2 separate regions of the Mus musculus genome follow, and region 2 is linked to region 1. A link is a contact called in public HiChIP or PLAC-seq data. All regions are on one chromosome and are shown on one strand. The core of a region is the stretch at or near the end of the contact, and the rest is flanking DNA. Distances in the headings are between cores, read along the strand shown.

Region 1 (3,830 bases), core at 863-3,362:
AACTCTAGACTCATTCCAGAGCCGTGTTACCTACCTTGTTCTCCCTTCTACCCACCACCTACCCAGGCTGTTCATGGCTATTCCATGATGGCATGGCTGTTATGCTCAGGAGACGCCCCATATGAACAGCTTTCCATTGATTTAACTGAAGTCATCTTCAAAGCACCTGACTTTTGTCAGGTACAGAGTCTGAAGCACTGAGATCCCAAGTCCTCTACGATGAAAAGCTGGACTCCCATGACAGCTTTGGGGGTACAACTCAATGTTCCGTCCCTTAACTGAATTTATTCTTATGTTCCTTGAGTATATCAATGCATGGTAAGACTTCAATAAATGTTTTTATGAATGAATGAAAATATGTACCTGATAGATGTGGCTTTAAATGAGAAGATTGTACAAAACCAAAAATTTAGAGGGAACAATCTATAACTCTTTGTTCTGTGTGGTACTGGGAACACACATTTCTATGTGATAAAAATTCTCACTAATATGTTCTTCAGTTGTCTTCTGTTGCTATGCTGCTTAGAGAAGACTGGAGGATAAAATCCTTCTCTTGTTTCTTGGAGCCTTGGAGAAGAATCAAACACACTTACTCACGTCACACAGAGAGTAATAATCTTTAGTTAGCCACCCTTTCGTGTAGCTCCAGTGTCCCTGATTCTGTGAGCCATGATCTATAGATAGACATGGATAATTGACAGCAAATGCACCTGTCTTCTTGAGAATAACTTTAAGGAACTGCCACCTAACTAAAGAGCCATGATAGTTTAAATGCAGACTGATATTTAGCTAAAGGGCATCGTCTCTTGGAACAATATCTAAAGGAAAACCATTTTGTTACATAAATAAAAAGCATTAAAGTGCCAAAAATTGTTAAGAAAAAAAAAAAAGAAAACCTTTTGCTTAGTAAAAAGGTTTTGCACGCACTCTATGTGATGGCTGTTCAGATGAAGATGCCTAAAGATGCATGCAGAGCTTCTGCACCTTCTCAGTTGTCACGGCGACTGTCAAGAAGCTTTGCAGCATACACATACATATGGTCCTACGCTTCCATGCTATTCTAATTACAACTTCTACTACACAGCCAAAACTGGAGCAGAGGGGCAGAGACTGAGAAAGTCTCCTGAGAAAATGGACGCTCCTCCATCTCCCTTTGTAGGCACGCGAGCATCTAGGAAATGGAAAACAGTAGTTGCGGAGCAAAGGCTATTGCAACAGCTGTAAATGGGCACTGGTAAAGCTTGTGGTACTGTTTTCCCTTGCTCCGTGCTGAATTATTTTAGGAATAAAGACAATCAGAAAGTGCAAGTTAGACAAATGTATGTGAGTAGATTTACTACAAACTGTCTTATATCCTTCTTATAATAAAACTGGTTGTAACTTGGCTGAGTCATATTTTGGAATAAACAGTTTAGCTTTTCCACCAACAGTCACGAATGGAATTTATCCCCACCTTCTCTGTGTGTGTGTGTGTGTCTGTCTGTCTGTCTGTGTCTTTCTTTGTGTCTCTGTCTGCCTATCTCTGTCTCCCTCTGTCTGTCTCTGTCACTCTGTCTCTGTCTTCTCTCTCTGTCTCTCTCTCTGCCTCTGTCTTCTCTCTCTGTCTCTATCTCTGTCTCTGTGTGTGTGTCTCTTTCTCTGTCTGTCTCTGTCTCTCTCTCTCTCTCTGTCTCTGTCTCTCTCTCTCTCTCACTCTCTCGCTCTTTCTCTGAAATAGAGTCTCACATTGTAGCCCAGGCTGTCCTGGACCTCACTACATAGCTCAGACTGGCTTCAAACTAACAGCGATCCACCTGCCTCAGATTTTCCAGTGTTGATATCATAGAAATGAGCCACAACTGGCAACTATTGAAAATGTCTAACTCTATCAACTGACCCAGATTGTAGGTGCTCAAAGCTAACTTTTTAGAGTTTTGTAAGGAAGGGTGGATACTGAGCAATTTGCTGATCAACTCTTTGCCCTTAAGCCTTCAGGCAAAGCATATTTCCTGTTAACTCAGCTAAGTTGTGAAGATTGTTGGTATTTATGCCTTCCTCTTCCGGGTCCATACCCAGAGGCTGAAGTCCCTTTGTGCTTCTTTGCCTCTGGGAGTGTGTCACAAGGAAGAAAGCAGAAGTTTCCTGCAAGATACTTCTCTTCTGGGTTTGTATTTTCAACCTCCTAAACCCACAGAAAAGCCTATGCTGGACTTGGTAGAGGGAAAGGGGAACTGAGCTTGCTTCCAGGGAGGAAGGTGGGTCCATAGAAAGTTAAGAGACTGCAGAGCCCTGCCCTTCTGTGGCTTCCATTTCTCTCTACTGCCTCCCCAGAGACATCTAAGCAATTCTAGCTCACTGAGATGCCTGTCCATAGGCTGCTGTAAAAGCATCGACGTTCTAATGCTGTCACCCTTTATACAACAGCGACCTCCAACCATAAAATTACTTTCATTGCTACTTCATAACTGTAATGTTGCTACTGTTATGCATTATAATGTATATAGCTTGTTTTCTGACAGTCTTAGGCAACCCCTGTGAAAGAACCTCTCTCCTTAAAGCTGTCATGACCCACAGATTGAGAGGAGTCAGGCAGTGAGTACTTCCTGGGAACCCCTCTGGGGCTGATGGTGGAAGGGCAAGTGGCTGTATATGGTTGTGAGCTTGTTTAGCAAGGGAGATAAGGGAAAAGGGAGGAAAACTCCAATGGTGACCAAAGTTGGTTATCTCTGCTCCCAAAGAATGGGGGACTCAGTTAAAATTAAATTAACTCCAAAAACCCAAACAAAGGGAGTTTTGAGTTTGGGGTTTTGCTTTTGTTTGTTTTTTGTTTGTTTGTTTGTTTGTTTTATTCCACACAGGAGAACTGGAGAATTAAGATAGCCAGAACAAATGAATGCAGGTGTTTGAAATCACAGGGAGAGAAGACTTCTTTTCTAGATGAGAAAAAACTTCTCACCAACAACTGAAAGTATTTTCTTTTTTAAAAATCTGGTTGTTGTTTATTTGGGATATTTGTTTTGTTTTGTTTTTAATTTCCCCTGTGGTGAAGCATACGTTAGGATATTTGAGAATGACTTTGGAACACATACAATGCCCTCAGTACACCACTGTACATTTAACTATGCAATCCTATACCATTCCTCTGGATGCCCCATTCAAACGAGTGGTCATTTCATCCCTCACTCATTCATTCCCAGGCTCACAGAAACCACCATTGCCTGTGTGCCTTTCCTATCATGGGCTCATGTACAGTGCTTCCCCATGGCTTTAATAATATCCAGTTTCCAACTTCTGCTGTAGGTTGTAAAGTCTGTAAGATAAAAAGCTTTGAAAGAATATATTCTTCCTGGTGCCTTAGTAAACCCACTATTTGAGTTCTACAAGATAGTATAAAGACAAGAACAGTGAATGGAAATATTAACCCTGATCCAGCATGATCCAGTATTATTGCCAACACAGCATCTCTCCTCCAAATTAAAGCCTAAATGGATACTGAAAAGTTACTGCAGAAAGAGAGGCAGAAAAGGAAGAGGAGAAATTTCCACAAGTATTTGCCGTTACTTCCAGAGCACAGTTTGGTGTTCTCCCCAGTATTGGCTTGAAGTGCATAAGCCATGATGCTTGCATTAGAACTTCTGAGAAAAAGCATCAATGTCTAGGCACAGAATATTGTTACATCTTGGGGGTTATTTGTTTTGTTTCTAAATCATTTTTGTGGTTTAGCTTTTGATATCTGCTATGGGCTGAACATTTACACTCCCTCTTGATAGAAAAGAAGCAGGTGTGATATCGAAGACAGAAAAGGGTTATATTTGAGCATATCGTTTTTCCCCCCTTGGAGGAAAGCATAT
Region 2 (3,830 bases), core at 420-2,919, 89 kb before region 1:
ACCAATAATACAGAACTGAAGAGTGCTGCGAACTCAGAATATGGACAACCTCTAACAGGAAGCTATGTGCTGTAATGGAAGACCTAGCACCTAGAGAGAAATCATTATCTGAGGATACAGAGGAGTCACCATGCAGAGGCTGGGAAAGAGAAAGCTTAGCCTAAGGATGGGTCCTGCATCCCAGAGGCAATGGTCAAAAGTGAGCAGTCAAAGAAACTCAGAGCAGCTCCGTTAGAGAATTACACAATCTTGGAAATTCCCGTTGGCTGGTGTTTTCAATGCCTTAGAACGCCCCATACTGAAGACAATGGCACTGATGCTTGACATTGCTAAGTGTCCCTGAGCCCTCTACCTCTTTTTCAATTTATGGCACCACTGTTTTCTTTCCTCTGAAGGTTGATGTCAGAAACCAAGAATAACTCCAGGTTTCTTAAACATGCTTTGTTTCATAAATTTTAGAAAAAAATAAATAAATGTGGGTTTCCTGTCTCTTTCAATCAAATTCATTCAAAATAACAGCACTTGCCAGGACCGGAGGTTGTGGGGAAGGAAGGAGAGTGGGTAGTAGGTACCGTTGTGAATTGTTCCCTGCAGCTGATATTTCTCCATAGCAAGTGTTCGTGCAAAACAAAAGACTGCTTTAGAGAACCAGGAGCAGACACAAAGCTGCAGAAGGCTATAGTTACGATGGTATCTTAGAGCTCAAAATCCTTGAATTTGCTTGAACCTAGCTCGGTTTCCTGGCTGTTTCATTTGTAACATAGTAATTAATATAACAATACAATGTAAAGATAATGACAAGCATAGAAACTATTATAAAACGTGTTATCTGCAGGCGTCTGTGGTTTTTTCAATCTTCCAAAGTGCTGGAAATACAGATAAAAGATGCATTAACACGGGGAGGCAGTATAGCGCAGTGGTTAAAGGTGCAGGTTTGGAGTCTCATGGAGCTATAGCCTTTAATAGCTGCTGGGGATTAGAGGTGGGAGGGTGCTTCAAGCATGTGACCACTGATTGATCAACCAGATCCAAAGCAGGCCCCACCCCCAAGAATTTTTGAACAACACAAATTGGACCTGTTTGGTTTTTTTTTATTTTATTTTTTTAAGAGAGAGAGAGAGAACACAAAGTTAGGTTCAAAGTAAGTTGGGAGTGGATCTGGGAGGAGATGGGGGAGGCATGTGACAATGATCAAAAAATGTTGAATGAATTTTCTAAGAATTAAGGGGAAACATTAAAAGTGGGTTTGACAGCAGGGTGATGCCCTAGCTTTGCCTCAGCTAATATGCAACCCGAGGCAAGTATCCAAACCTCCTTAAAGACTTGATTTCACATAGAGATGGAAACTCATCTTCTTGACAGTTAATGTAGGAGTGAAGAAAGATAATACTTAGGGGGTTTGAACAGTCTCTGGTCCGAAGTGGGCACTCACTGAATATGTGTACTTAAAGCCAACGTGAAAAATACTTGTCTCTCCTTTGGCACTTCCAGTTTCTAATCAAAAAGAGGAAAGTGTTTGGAACCAGTAGCTACGCACTCGTCAGCTCAGACTATGGAGGGAGAAAGAGCTGACTAACTGCTAAGCTTGGCTTTGCTGTTAGAGAGAAGGCTGCCGCCCAACTGTTTATTACTGGCACTGGGAGTCATCCCTTCTCTGACACGTCCCCTTTGGCACTGCAGAAAGGCAGCACACCTCAGCCAAGCCCGTCCACAGGAGAGGGGAGGATTACGTGTGAGAGTTCAGGTTGTTGCCCTTCAGGAAGCAAGAATTACGAAACGTTTATACTGTCCTGGAGCAAAGGTCCCTGGTGCTGAGAGATAGCCGTGGGGCATTGAGTCCAAAGGCTTCTGGGAAAAAAAGAAAAGAAAAGAAAAGAAAAGAAAAGAAAAGAAAAGAAAAGAAAAGAAAACTTGTTAAAATAGACAAAAATAAGCAGTGTTCCTAGCTTTAGAGCCATTTCCAGAAAAATTTTACTTAACTGACTATAATTTCCAAGCAACATCAAGAATGGCCAAAGAAAGAAGAAGAAGAAGAAGAAGAAGAAGAAGAAGAAGAAGAAGAAGAAGAAGAAGAAGAAGAAGAAGAAGAAGAGAGAGAGAGAGAGAGAGAGAGAGAGAGAGAGAGAGAGAGAGAGAGAGAGTTAGTTAGGTATTTAGGTCTGGGCCTGTGTGAATGATAATATCAAGGAGGAATTTTACAATTATAGGTTTCCTGAGACAAAGGAGCCGAAAGGTCTTCTGTGCACTAAACAGAAGTGAGCGGCACCCTCACTCACGGTGGCTTACAGACTATCTAAATCTCCCCACCAGGCAAAAGTCTGACTATATGCAAACACCAAACACGTCAGTAAATAACAGCTGTTAAACCATTTATAAAACACTCGTTAAAAGAACACAGGATGCACACACATGAAGGCATTCCCCTGTGTCCAAAGCAGCAGGCTCGCTAACGGACAGTGAGATCAGCCGGCCGAAAGCCAAGGGAAGCCCTTCATCGAGACGGAAATTATAGTGCTGTTATTGTGTCGTAATAAGCCTCTATGAAACGGAGCATTGTATTTCTGCTGAATCGTGAACAAAAAATAAATCAGGATCTGGCTCCCTTGCAGGCAAGGGGAGATGGATTGTGCTTCCTTGCATGAGATTCCCTTGGTCCCACAGAGCACACATTTTCTCATCTTTTAAAAACATTCTACCTTTCAAGGGAAGCTATCTTTGACTAAGAACTGAAAGTGCTTCTTCCGAGTGGATGTCCTTTGTTCTACCTGTTTTCAGAAGGGCAGCCCTGTGTATAAATGGCTTGCTAGTACCGCACCTCGGGGGGAGGGGAACAAACATTGGTATTACGTTCCACGGTGACACTGCTTCCTTGTGCCCTCCCCAGGAGCAGATTAATGCAGAAACCTCATCCAAACTTAGTGACCAGGACCACAAGGCATTCCTGTGTCTTCAAGACTGACTGTCGGGTGGAAAATAAGCTCATACATTAGCTGGTATGCAGAAAGTGAAGCCTGGTGCAGAAGCCTCAAGCAGTCTGTCATTCTAAAAGGTTGATTGTTAGTTGCAAAAGAGCAAATGTTTCTATCGGTCACCTTTTACATTTATAGCTTTTGATTTTATTCCTTGGGGTTGTATAAAGATACCCTTTATGTTACAGACTATCTAAAAATTTTTTCACCCTAATAAAATGCTCTTATGAGTCGAATTACCTAATCCAATTCTGTTTCCCCCATTTCAATACTCCAGACACCTCTTTTGGGTTTGAGAACATAAAAACCTAGTTTTCCTCCATCAACCTATGTTCCAAATTGATTTTATTGAGTGTGTTGGCTCCTAATCTCTATTGCCTTTTAGCTTTGTGTTGCTTTCAATCTAGTAGCTATGCTCACTAGAGCAGAAGGCAAGACATAGTCATTGACATATACATATATAAATGTGGATAACTTGTACCTTTGAAAAGATATTACTGTGTAGCTACCATTTATTAAGCATGGCAGTGGGTATCTTGTTAATGGCCTTAAAACACAAGCTCCCTCAATGTGAGCACTTTCTAAAGTAGACTATTATCTCCACTTGTAGCAGAGGGAATTGGGGCTCAGAAGAATTAAAGGATTTGTCCTGGGTTGTGAAAAGCCAAGAGTTAAATCAGAATAATTTAAAATCCATTACACAGTGCTCCTCCCAAACTCCAACTTTGTATGCCCTGGGCAAATATTACACTTATATTTCAACCACTAAGGAAAAAGAGGGAGATGGTAACTGCTAACTAGGGGGCAGAGCAAATGAGAAACTACCACAGGGTATTAAAGGACAAACAGTCCTAAGGATCC

The links. HiChIP or PLAC-seq counts read pairs in DNA pulled down with a chosen protein or histone mark.
Region 2: an H3K4me3 HiChIP or PLAC-seq map of bone marrow-derived macrophages shows a contact between it and region 1, with 2.6 times the contacts expected there. The contact joins two enhancer-like sites. A contact is called at or near these places in 14 of 484 Hi-C or Micro-C datasets (the AML12 cell line, CD8 T cells, cerebral cortex and 6 more) and 9 of 115 datasets of contacts at active chromatin or transcription factors (CD8 T cells, bone marrow-derived macrophages, extraembryonic endoderm stem cells and 4 more).

The regions. Positions count from the first base shown.
Region 1 is chr1:60,578,368-60,582,197 of GRCm38.p6, reverse strand. No RefSeq gene overlaps it. Among named protein-coding and RNA genes, the nearest start is that of Raph1, 14 kb to the right of the region's middle. Within about 2 kb of position 2,112, at least 79 of the 459 cell types and tissues checked have an H3K27ac peak or open chromatin away from gene starts, as enhancers often do. A contact at or near this core is called in bone marrow-derived macrophages and intestinal villus epithelium, where this site is marked.
Region 2 is chr1:60,667,085-60,670,914 of GRCm38.p6, reverse strand. No RefSeq gene overlaps it. Among named protein-coding and RNA genes, the nearest start is that of Gm38388, 70 kb to the right of the region's middle. Within about 2 kb of position 1,669, at least 110 of the 459 cell types and tissues checked have an H3K27ac peak or open chromatin away from gene starts, as enhancers often do. A contact at or near this core is called in bone marrow-derived macrophages and intestinal villus epithelium, where this site is marked.